Linked DNA regions of Anas platyrhynchos: region 2 is linked to region 1. The links are chromatin contacts, called in public Hi-C maps. All regions are on one chromosome and are shown on one strand. The core of a region is the stretch at or near the end of the contact, and the rest is flanking DNA. Distances in the headings are between cores, read along the strand shown.

Region 1 (6,001 bases), core at 2,227-4,726:
AGAGGGAACCACTATATAATGTGGCCTGATAACCTATACAACGCTCAGAAGTTTCACTCAGTAAGTACAAGTACAATAGCATCTGTTTCCAATCATGACAAATGCAGAACTCCTATTACCTCTATAGGTTTGCCATGTTAGCAGCACTAACCACCTATTTTGAAAGCACAGACTTTTTTTGAACAAGCTAAATCAAATACATGAACTGACAGAGGTAATCCACACAGTGAAAGGTCACTGTGCTGCAGCCAGTCCACAGTTTGTTTTGTTCTTTTTATTCTGCTAGATACTGATTTCCCAGAAAAATTCTAAGTATCACTCTTACTCAAACCTTCACCCATCATGTAGCAACAGAAGAAAAACACCTGTCTGATGCATCTTCCAGCAGCATTCAAAGCTGCACAGCAAAAGTACAGGCAAGTAACACTTAACAACTTAAGTCTGACTCTGTTGCATGGAAGCTATTTTGTTTTTTCCCCATGAGAGTCGAACTACAGACACTCCACCCCTTCCCCAGCCCCACCAAAAAAAGATATCTTTATGAAGTAAATGAAATATCTCACCTCAAATATCCCAAGCAGTCTGCCTAGTTTTCCCTTTACTCCAGCCTACAAAAAAAAAAAGACAGGAAAAAAAGTATTAACATGTGCTTTTTAATTTAAAAAACTGCAATATACTATAGCAACATTTCAGCAAGTGCTTCAACATAGGTTTTAGCTACACAGTGCTGCATTGCTTCTGGAGTTTCTAGCTTCGGAATATTACACTAGGACAAGTTTGTGTTCTGTGGGTTAAAGAATATATTATTCTTTCAAGCACTGCCATCCAGACCAAAATACTGTTTTATTTACCATGGACTTTGTGAATTGTATTTTATTAGAGACATCCAATACTGAAAAAATTATCCAGGGAAGAAGATAGCCTAAGAGGTAAGTTAAAGTAGTAGGGTAGCTTTCCTAGAGACAGAATTATCAAAATTCCATTGCTATTTCTTACAGAAACTCAAGTCCAAGTCCTCAAAATAAAGCAACAAGTTGAACTGCAGGTAAAAGGATGGATCTTACAGCATAAAGCATTAAGGTATGCTGGCTTTCATATGAAAGCATAGCTTTTGGCATGTCATTTAAAAACTAAATTTATATTTCCAGATCTCTACAGCTTTGAATTATTTTTCTAGTTAGTAACATTATAAAGAAATTTACATTTAGAGATTTGCTCCTAGTTTCTTAAATAACCCCTATGTATGTCATCCTGTGCTTAGTAATCTTTTCAACAGTTAAGGCGGTCATTGTATCCTACTAATACTCCAGGGTTTGTTTTTACAGAAGTAATATACAATGCCTCTTCCAAGATAAGTTGTTTATGGTCATCCATTATGATCATCAAGATCTGAACATGTATGCAGTCTACTGGTAGACTAAGCCATATCTACATTTTGTCTTGCTTTGTATAACCAGTAGTTGAAACAGGGCTTCTTAGTGCTAAGATGCCATTTTCTAGTGTTCAGTCTTTGTTTCCAGCTTTAATCAAGGAAAGTTACTGATGTCTTGTGTCTTTATACAAAGGACCATATGGATCTTATTTACATTTTAATGTGCAACTCTGACAGACAACTGGGCAGGCTTTGGCAATAAGTCTAATCAAGATCTCACAAGTGAATGTTTTGTGTCTCTCTTTTTAAAGAAAGCAGATGGCTGATGTTATTTATTAAGCAGTTTTGATGAAAGAAATGTGATCTCAGCCCCTGCAACAAAAAAGCATTTTGTTTATCTAGAGCAAAAACTAGCCCTAAAGTTGATGCAAAACTGTATACATTACTCTGGTCATGTGCTGAAAGAGATACCTGTTCGAGCTCATGAAGCTGAAATGTTAACTGTGCCTGTTGGATAAGTGATTAGGCAGCATGTTAATTATGGAAGCGACAGGCCCCAAGAGACACCAAAGACTGCTTGTGCTTCACACAGAGCAATGAAAGACTTCAGGAGCCTAGAGAAACACCCTAAATAAATGTTCAAGCTTTTTGTTCCTAATCTCTTCAGCATTATAGTACCTTCTGAAGAAGAAGCAGAACTTAAAGAGGCCAGAAGTTAATGTCTATCCTCAGTTTTTGCCCTTCTTCTCAAGCAGCAAAATCTAGGAATCACTATATTCTTCAAGATTTCTACTTGAAATAAATGAAAAAAAAGAAAGCCACCCAAAAACATCCTCCCAAACTTTCAGGAGTTTAGAATTAGCCAAGGCCTTATTTATATCAAAGATCTGGGAAAGCATTTACATCCACTACTATCACGGGCAGGACTCTGACAACAAGAATGCTGACAGACAAAAAAAAAAATCACAAGAAACACAGGAGAATTTCTCTGAACTAGTGAGTGGGAGTCTCAAAATTAACTAACACATGGCACAAACACCATTACCAATATTAAATAGCTTTCTTGCAGAGCTTTCTTTTTCTCTCCATTTCTTAGTGTCCCATATTCACAATGTGAATCTATCATCAATTTCACAAGGAGCACAAGGAATTTACTTTTTAACAGCTTCTGTTCTCCCTCCATACAAATCAGTGGTTTAAACAAATACTCAACTGAGTAACTGTGAATGAAACAATTAGCTGCACTCCATGACATTAAGTGTAAAAATCCCCCAAAGCTCAGAATGAAGCTTTTGCCCAACCAGATGGTGTCACGTAGATGTGATCTCTCACTGATTTCTAGTTAATCTCTAGGCAAAAGATACATGCTTCCAAAACGTAGCACCATTCCTTCAGACAGAAGCATTTTTCAAAACTTTCATACCCCAAAATATAAAAAGGCAGCAACTTCTAACAGAGACAAAAGTCTCATAACTTTTTTCCTCTGCAAATAATCTATTCTGACCTTGACTGAATCATCTTCATAATTTAAAAAGTGCCATTAAATTGACAGACCATTAAAAAGTACTTTTGCTAACAAAAATATTTCCTCCAGGTTCTTTCCTTTACATAGTAACTTCAAAATAAATCATAAATGAGTCCTAGAGGACCAAGAAATGCTTTATCTTTTTCCTGGAATGTCAAATAAAGTTCCTACACTCCCAGTTTTAAGCTTTTAACTCAACACGATAGCAAATTCTAGAGTTTGAACAATTTCATCTTTCTTCCCACAGCCATTATGTTGTTAAAACAAAACACAGCTTTTTAAATAAAAAAAATCCAAAGGCTACTTGAAGACACTAAACTTCAAGAGGAAGTTTGAATAAACAGCATTTCCTTTATCAGACAAGTTACTGCATGTCTATAAGCACCAGGTAGATTTCTTCTATTTCAGATTCCTTAAATCTGAATGTATACATGTATTTAATATTAAGTCTAAATCCAACCGCAGGAGTAAACACTTTATCTCGTATTTTTTTTGGCCTGGAGGTCACTCACTGCTGGCCGATCCTGATCCACTGCCCTGCAGGAGGTGCAGTCATGCTTGCCTTGGGTTTCCTGTAGATGGAGCAAGAGTCACACTGGAATTTTATTTTTAGGCTAACAGTCTACCAGGGCAGAAAGTTGCTTAAAATCTGCAATACAGAAGAGTTATTTTAACTGTGGGATCTGTTGGATAGTACTTTACTGGCTACTCTCCTGAAAAGACAGTGCAAGGCTACCCTTGCTCTCTTCTGCATACTTTTATAGAACTCAGTGTTTCATTGTGCCTGTCAAAATCTTTAATTTGAAAGGATGTTATTTTTTTCTTTTAAGTATCTACATAGTTCCAGTCTGGAACACCCAATCATTTTTCAACTATTAGCTGCTCACTAAAGCAGATTCCTTTATTTCCTTTGAGAGGTCTTAGATAACATTACTGGCACTTACACTGCTGCAGCAGATTAACCATCAGAATCTGCCTCCTCTTCTCAGAAGCTGTATTCCCACAGGTCAGGGAGGAATTGAATGTTTTTTGGCTGGCAATTCAGTATACTACTAGGTACAAATAGAGCAAGAGTCTTTTTAGTGAGATGGAAGAAAAGGGAACGGGAGGGTGTTTATTCCTTTTGAGAGGAAGATCGTAATCATTTAATCACCATTATTTCTGTTGTGTTTCCCTTTGAACACCCTGTGTGCAAGCAATTCCCATTTCTACCTTTCATACTACCTTGTTGAAGACTAAGCTCCAAATTCACTAACAAAGTAGCTCCACAGTTAAACAAGGTTTAATATGTTTCTGGGACTGCTTTATACTGTAATTTCACTTTGTTATCCTAGTTTCAGGTTTGTACAAACTTGTACCAAAGGAATTGTTACCTAAGGAATCTTAGCTACTATAACCCATAAAAGACAGATGTTCAATTTATAGAAAATAACAATGATAAAGCAGAAACATTATTTACTAGATGTAAAAACCCCAATACAAACAGAGCTTAAGGATAAAAAAAAAAATCTGAAGTCACACAATCTGACTGTAGGACTGCAGTGCATACATATTTGACTACATTTGATCTTCGTCTGTGTTTTAAAACAAGGATTTTAAATGCTCCATTTTGGTGGGGAACCAAGGGACTTTTAGAGCCAGTGGGCTCTCGTACTGTGAACTATTAACACTCCTACCACTAGGAACTGCCACTACAACACCCACGATCTGTTTCTCCGTTTTAATAAATTAATGGTAACTGACGGTTAGTTTATGCATGACCCAAGACTGAAGAAACACAGTTCAAACCAGTGCCACAGTGTGCCTGCTTTGAAGTTTATTCATTCACAAAACCCTTAACAGTTCACTTCACTGCACTGTAACCAGCTTGCCAGGTGATACTGACCTTAGTATAAAAATAGAAAGGACATCCATCTCTAGAAAGGTTAGTATGAATTTCCATGATTCAAGTCAAAGCCCTGAATACCATGCTGGCTTTTGATCAAAAGTGGCACTTTCCTTTGCAGTCTCATGGCAAAACACAAGATTCAGCCCAGAGTTTAATAATACTTTAAATTAGGACATGAACTTTTAATGTTCATCGGATACACAAGCCATCAAACGCTGAAAATCCTGAAGCTGTAGAACAAGCATCTTCAAATAATTGTTGCTTATTAAAGCCCCTAGCTTCTGAAAAACCTTTATGTACTTTCAAGCACAGATAAGAGCTGAGGCATGGCTGGCAGGTCACACCTTACTTGAGAATACCATAAAAAAAAGGTGTAGTCACCATAGTAAGGATGAGTAAAAACTCAGCCTGTAACTAAAACACCCCTGTTAGCACCAGTCAAGATCTGTTGGGTTCTCTAACTTCAGAAAGTTTCTCACAGTGTATAAACACTAATAGTGACATTTTTTCAGACACATAACATGCAGCTTTTCTATCATGAAGGCTCCTACTGAAAATTTTGACTGCAGCAGTATTGCGGTTAAGGTAACATGTCAAATTTCAATGGATACAAGACAATTTTTGAAGACTCACACTTGAATCTGTAGGTTGCAGATGTTTTCAGCATTCTGAAAAACAGTATCCTGTTTTTTCCTATGCATCATCTGCAAAATTTTTTCTTCAGGAGTAACCAATGTCTTAGTATATCTTTATGATGCAGCCATGAAGTTTGCAATGTCTGGGCAGCACATGCACTCTGATTGGACTTTAACAGAAATTTGTACCACATGTATGCTCCACAATGTACCCCCTAACCATATTCTGCACCTCTGCTGCTTACCCTTCCCCACTCGCTCCCCTCTCACCACACCACTGCAGAAATTTGTGAGCAAGGCCACAACTTTAAGTACACGAAATATTCTCTGAGCAGAATTGGTGTAGCAGAAAACTAATTATCAGCCTCCGTACCACAACTCCCACTGTGATACTGCTTGGCTATGAAGTTAAACTGACAACTGTGTCTAGCACTGCACTGTCTGCAAACTGATGCTTGACCACTGTTAGCTTTTGAATAGTTGGTCAAGCCCCCACAGCAACTTTGATGACATTAAGTGCAACCAGGTCCCCTCAAGATGGGGGATGTGTCATGACTTTCCCTAGAGGTACCTATACTGTC
Region 2 (6,754 bases), core at 1,581-4,080, 210 kb after region 1:
ACTGTATGATTAAAAAAAAAAAAAAAAAAAAATATATATATATATATATATATAAATATAATTTAAATTTTAAATGTTTGGTCTTGCTGTGTTTAACTAAGTCTTATAATGTGAATTTAATTTTGTTGTGAAATTAGTTACAAAATATTGCTATAAAACTGTTTATGTTAGGTTACTTAATTGGTATTTCATAAGTGTTTTTCAGTAAAAATAGTTTTTCAGTAAAAATATGATTTATTGACATCATAAAGCATACCATCTGTAACTTTAACTGACGCTTTGTATGCCTATGTTTCAGGCAGAACTGGAGAATAAGCTGCAACAGCAGACAATTTTGTCAGCTCAGGAGCTTAAAACAGAGAAAGGAAAACTAGCAGACTTACAGAAGACCTATGAAAAATATAAGGAAAACATGGAAAAACTGCAGCTGGATCTTTACGGGAAAGAGTCTGAGTTGCTGGCGACCAGGCAGGACCTTAAGGTACTTAGAGACACTTTAATGTTATTTGTGACTTAATAGATCTGTCTGTATCCATTTTGAAGATACAGAAACAGTGCAAAAACTGTATGGGGAAAGAAAAAAAAAAAGCTCTTTGCTATATATAGAATATAGTGCTGTTCAATCCCTTCCCCTGGGACAAAGGACATACTGACACTAATTGAAAGCCAAGTGTATTTGCCAGCTTACCTGAACTACCCTTACATTTTTCCAATGGCAATCTGACCTGTGGGTGTAAAGTGAAAGATGATTTATTTTCATATTCTTTTTTGATTTTTTTTGTTGTAGTTGTTGTTGGTATATATTGTAGCTTTCAACCAATTTAAATAGTGTAGCTAATTAGGGCAAAGTCACTGACAGCATGTGAGTAACCACTGCCTTCTAGACGATTTAACTAGAATTGTAGTTGTCAGTCTGCTCCTATCCCCTTGCTCCTTCTGCTTCTTCCTGGCTCATTACAGACTTTGAGAGATGTTATACTGGTAAAAACAGTAGGTTTAGGGACCTGCCTGGAGTGCAGATGTCTAAACATAATCCTCCAAGATTTTGCTATTCCTAAGCAGAATTTACCTGGTTTGGTATTCAGATGTAATGCCTTCAAAAAGATGTTGCTGGGAATTGAGTCGATAAGAACAGGTGTTTCTTTATCCTTTTTCCGTTCCCCCACCCCATCCCCTCATGTCAGTGCTAAACAAATGCTCAGGTTTGTTCCAGGACATACGCTGCTGCAGAGATGTGTGGCTTGGGCTCTTTTCACTTGCAAAGCTGGAGTGGGAGTCATTGTCTGTGCGACACTGTTGTTTTAAGATTGCTTGAATTTCTTGAGAGAAATAGGTGCTTCTGGAGAACTGGTCATCCAATCCATTTTAGATGCAGGCTTCTGTTGCTTTCACTATATATAAAGAGAGCTTTTGGTGACTGGTTAGATTTAATATGTCCCTTTTACTTCTCCCAGTGTAGTCTTTTCAGTCCCATCCTTGAAATATTAAAGGTTTTGTGGCTATTTCAGATAGCTCCATGTGAGCTGTGGAGTCCTCACCAAACTCAATGTTTTGAGTTCCTTTAAGAAAAAGAAAAGTAGCTCCTTTATGTGTACATCATTGGATTTCTCTTAATCATACTCTTCCTCTGTGACATTAGATTACCTGCCACATTTTCCTGCAAGTCAGATTAGCATTATTTTTGGTGCTGCTTGATTGAATCCTTGTGCAAGGGTATAAAGAACTTTGGCCTGCTTAACAAGTAAAGGTGGTTTAATCATACAGTTAGTTACTATAGCTTGCTAACCTCCTTTCTGAGTTAATTTCCCAGAATGTGTTTAGATCAACACATTGGTAATTATGGTATAATTTAAATTGGTAATGCAGTGACCTGTACAAGCATTGGATGTTCATTTAAATATTGCTTGCTGCAAAGATAGCTCTGAATAAGTATTATTAATCCAGCTCGATGACTTCTAGTTCTGACAAATATAAAATGGGACAGTAGGTCTCCCATGTGCTTTTAAACCTGAATTGGGATGGTAACAAGGGAGAGATGGAGCATCAGTGCAAAAAGGTAAAATAAGGTGATAGGAACAGGTGACCAGCAACACCTGTAATATATAAATAAAGTGACTAGCAACAGGAGAATAAGACTGTTAATATGAACAGGTAACAGTATTTATTATGTAAATATCTGTGGAGCCTAAAAAGCCTGCAAAATATTGGTGTCCTCGGTGCTGAGGTGATGTACCAGTTTGGAGGCTGTTTGCATGGCTGTTTATTTATTTATAATTATTTACAATAATTATGGATAGTGAGGTCTGCTTGGCACCGCTTTGCTTTTTTTCTGTAAAATCCAGGAGAGGAAAAAGGACAGGGCCAATATATGTTTAATCACAAGTGTGCTGTCTCATTGCAATGTTAAACTAAAATAGTAATGATATTCTTTGCTGCTTTCTCAGACTAGTTATAAAAAGTGTCAAGGAAGACTAATGCTAGTTTGGAGAGCTGAACACAAAAGTGCCACTCAAATCAGAAGAACTCTGTGGCAAAGATTCATAGTCAAGCCAGTTATGTGCGTTATGTTTGTCCTTAGGGGAGTTATTTAATTAAAGCAGATGATTTGAGCCAGAGCTACAAATTTTGGATGGTTTGGAACCAAGGAGGGCTGGGGTCCAGAATGCTCTTGATATTACTGGTAGACAGTAGAAGAACTTTTTAGAACTTGTGTATTAGGTAAGCTTAGATGTCTTATTGCAGGATTTCTAGCAGAAGTATGAAGTCCTTGCACAGCTGTGTTTAGTGAGCATGGTTTGAAGCCCAGTGAGCGGGGCTGTACGCAGAGCACCATCTGCTGGCTTCTGGCTGGAATATCACTGCCAGGCTGCTTGGCTGCTGGTCACCTCGGGCTGAGGGAGCTGTGAGACTGGCGTGTGATAAAAAGTGAGTAATGCTTACATGAAGTTTCGCAGTTGGGGATGCAGCACTGCGTGAGAGCTAGCTGTGCATAGCTAGAGGCAGAGCAAGCGGGCAGCTGCCTGGCACACCAGCAGCACAGGCTGAAAAATTGAACGCCCCCTTAACACTTCAGTTTCTGGTTCAATAACAGAAGGTCCAAGTTATGTAGTGTTAGCCAGATGCAAACTGTGAAGCTGTAAGTCTCCCAGAGCAAAAGTGAGAAGTGTTGTAGCAAATTCTAAAGTGAGAACATAGTTAGATTCTTATGGATACGATATGCTGCACATTCAGTTTAATTTAAAAAACCTGCCTTCTGTAACAGTAAATAAACTCATCTTTTTGTCTCTGATGGAAAAAAAGAAATTGGGCAAGATTTGAGTGCTTGCAAAAGTTATATATATATATATAGTATTGTTTATATATTTATATATATATCATTTATATCTATAAATGGGATTCCTTTTTGTGGAAAAGACTATTTTTATTTACAAGACTTATTGAAAACGAAGAGCTGTTATTATTTCTGCCTTGATTTTGAGTTAGTGCTAACATACTTGTGCGTCTTGCTCTCCTGAACTCTGCCAAATACTCTTTGGTCTTGGCATTTGTGCTTTTTGTAGTCAGTCCTGGTTTCTTCTGTATTCTCAAAAGAATGTTTCTTTGCCTCCGATATTGGCACCACTCTCTGTGTATCTTCAGTGGATGTTCTGGATGCTCGTTGTGCTGCCAGACCTTAAGTCTCTAAGTTAGGAGCCTTAGTTGCCTGCAGTCAGTCTAATCCTACCGCCGAGGAAGTGAAGCGACATTAGGTTATCATCTGTGAATAACGACATGCCCTTTCTGTGAGCTGGGTGGGGGGAGAGGGGCATGCAGACTAAAATTTGTGCACCTCACTTCGATGGAATGAATCCAGGACCTAGCACCCGGCTAGTTCTGCTGGTGGCTCCATGTGGCCTGTTTGCAGTGCAACAGCCCAATTGTACTGGACTGGGCTGAGATTTTCTTTTAATTGGTTAATTAGTTAACCAATTAGCCAGTCAACCTAACATCTGGTTTTATTTACAGTTAGTCCAGATTGACTTCTTTTGTTCTGTATGTTTTCCTTGCATTTGGTTTTCTCTGTCATCCTAAAAAGGAATCTCATGACTGGGGTTGTATTACCATTTTTGGAGAGCGATGTCAAAATTGAACAATAATTAAGGTGAATGGCATCAGATTTTGAAGAGGTGATTTTCTGTTAAAGATGTGAGCTCCTCAGGAGTCCAAAAGAATCCATCTGAACTAGTTGGAGACTGAGCCAGGAGCAAGGACAATAACTGGAATGTTTAGCCATGTGCTGGATTTCTGCTGTTTTCCAAAGGGTGCTGTGAGGGTCTTCTGAGGAAGGCAGAAAGAAAGGCACAGATAGATAGAAGGTAGATTTACTGCTAAAGTTATATTGAATGTTTTCTCAATTAAGGCCAGTAGCATTATTGTTAATCACAACACAGTTAAGAGCCACTTGCTGTGCATTAGCTGTAGTAAGATAAATTGTGCTCAAAATTCAGAGTCCCTTATATTGCAAACGTTTATGTATAAGACATTGCAGAGCAAGCTGAATACTGACTCCTCTTTTAAGGACATTCACCTTGTCTTAGCTTGGGCATAGGCACAGTCAGATTGCCTGTCCTGTACCGACACTTTGGGGATGGTTGAGGGAAGAGTATCTGATAGGTGAAGCTTTTTGTTGGGCTACCCACTTCATAGCCAAATTTTATCATCCTGTACAAATTGTCTACAATCCTGTACAAAATTGTCTACAATCATACTTCTGCAAGAAGCAAATCTGAATAAAAGCCATGTCTTCAGAATGAAGCCATGTCTTCATTCTAAATTTGCAAAAACTATTGGGTTTTCCTGTGAAGGTGTTCTGTGATGATGCTACACTTCCCATCCTTTCTCAGCTGTAGGAAAATACTGTACTCCACCGCCCACAGTGGAATAGAGAGGGCTTATTTTCTTTTCTGAAGGACCCACTCTGCTACAAACTTGAAATTGCAAAAGCACCTCCTATTTTGCTTCAATTTTTTCTTGAGCTAATACTTTGTGAAGTTTAAAATAGTAATCTTATAAATCAGAAGACAAATAATTGGTCTGCAAATTAATTCAAAAAGGCAGTTTGAATTTTTTAAGTGACTGAAGCTGTAGAAAATGGTATTGGATCAGCAGTGTTCCATCACGTTAGTATTTCAAACTAAATCTCATTCTACCAGTAAAACACTTCAGACTCTACATGTAAGGATTAGGAAACAGAAATCAGTTTTTAAATGAAGACAGGAGCTGCTTAAAAGAGATGTATAATTAAGTGAAGTCAAGGTTGTTGAAGTTTAGTGATTTTTTTAAAGGAACAAGTACCAGAGGTTTAATTAGGGTTTAAGTAAGAGGAGTAACAGCTAAAAGAATGTAGTTTATTCTGAAAGAATTTAAATGCTTATTGGTGCACAGAAGGTAATAAATTAATTGTTAATAATAAATCTCCCCACCTCACACTGTGTATCTTAGCATAAAATGTTTCCATCAAGTACCATGATTTTGGTGACTTAGAGGATGAGTTGTTTATTTTTTCCATTTTGGTTCTTTGTGAAATGACATGCTCCTAAATGTAGCTAGTCCATGGCTAAGCCAAAGGCTTTAAAAACATCACAACACCCCCTCTTCCACAATACTAAATTAAGAAGAGCCTCAAAGTTTGACTTTGCTGTGAGCAAATAGAATGAGTCTTGGGTGTGAGTTTGAGATTGTTACTTGGGTTTCTGTGACCTATTGTATAGAGACGTCTTTTTCTGTATAACAAAATCATAGAAGAGCTTGTATTGGAAGGGACCTTGAAGATCACCCCATTCCACCCCCCTTGCCATAGGCAGGGATGCCACCCACTAGAACAGGTGGATGTCCCATCCAAGCTGGCCTTGAACACCTCCAGGGATGGGGCATCCACAACCCGTGCCAGTGCCTCTCCACCCTCAGAGTGAAGAATTTCTTCCTAATGTCTAATCTAAATCTATTCTCTTTTAATTTAAGACCATACCTCCTTTGTCCTATCACTATGTACCCAACTAAGGAGTCCCCTCTCCATCCTTTGTATAAGACCCCTTTATGTATTGAAAAGCTACAATGAGGGCACCCTGGAAATAAGGAGAGTTGGAGGCCAGTTAAATTATGGTATGTAATAGATTTTGAGTGGAAGTTTAAGATCTGATTGAATTGAAATGCTGATACACATGAGACTGTGAAACATTTTGCTCTGATTCTAGCATTTTTAGGTTGCACATTTCACTTCAGGATTTTCAAAAATTTCTTGACTGTGCTAGTGCTAGTTTCGTTAAGTCATTGGAAAAAATACAGTAATAATGAATCACTCCTGGAAACTTCACAGTGTAGCTTCTCTGTTGCTTAAATACCATCTGTATAGAATTATAAGGTAGTACATTTACCTTGAGAATAAATCAACTTGTGTAAGCCAATTCAAGTTCATTCTCTTTTTGTCAATCACTTTTCCTTCTTTGCCCTCTGATGTTTTCACATTTTGTCTGTGGAAGGATGCAGTAGGTACTGCAGCCGGAAATGTTTCTGGGGTACTTTGTTTTTGCTAGGCATAACCTCAAGACCCAGAAGTTCCTGTAATTATGCTTTGTCAACATTTGAAGTAAACTGTTGCATGCTATGTGACAGTTTTTCTGTGGAAAATGACTAAATGATTGTCAAGTATCTGAAGCTCTTATACTGAAAGATAATTTACAGAGTTGTCTTTGTAATTAGTCCACAGAAGAAAAAC

What was found. A called contact is a pair of places that touch in the nucleus more often than the background predicts.
Region 2: a Hi-C map of subcutaneous adipose tissue shows a contact between it and region 1, with 2.9 times the contacts expected there. The contact joins two enhancer-like sites. A contact is called at or near these places in 3 of 8 Hi-C or Micro-C datasets (F1 follicle, skeletal muscle and subcutaneous adipose tissue).

What each region holds. Positions count from the first base shown.
Region 1 is chr1:47,563,940-47,569,940 of IASCAAS_PekinDuck_T2T, forward strand. NUDT4 (nudix hydrolase 4) reads right to left here. Exons shown (of 5, transcript XM_027451924.3): 3 at 564-608. Among named protein-coding and RNA genes, the nearest start is that of NUDT4, 18 kb to the right of the region's middle. Within about 2 kb of position 3,477, at least 1 of the 8 cell types and tissues checked has an H3K27ac peak or open chromatin away from gene starts, as enhancers often do. A contact at or near this core is called in subcutaneous adipose tissue, where this site is marked.
Region 2 is chr1:47,777,006-47,783,759 of IASCAAS_PekinDuck_T2T, forward strand. EEA1 (early endosome antigen 1) reads left to right here. Exons shown (of 30, transcript XM_038178046.2): 23 at 299-481; 24 at 6,739-6,754. Among named protein-coding and RNA genes, the nearest start is that of PLEKHG7, 52 kb to the right of the region's middle. Within about 2 kb of position 2,831, at least 2 of the 8 cell types and tissues checked have an H3K27ac peak or open chromatin away from gene starts, as enhancers often do. A contact at or near this core is called in subcutaneous adipose tissue, where this site is marked.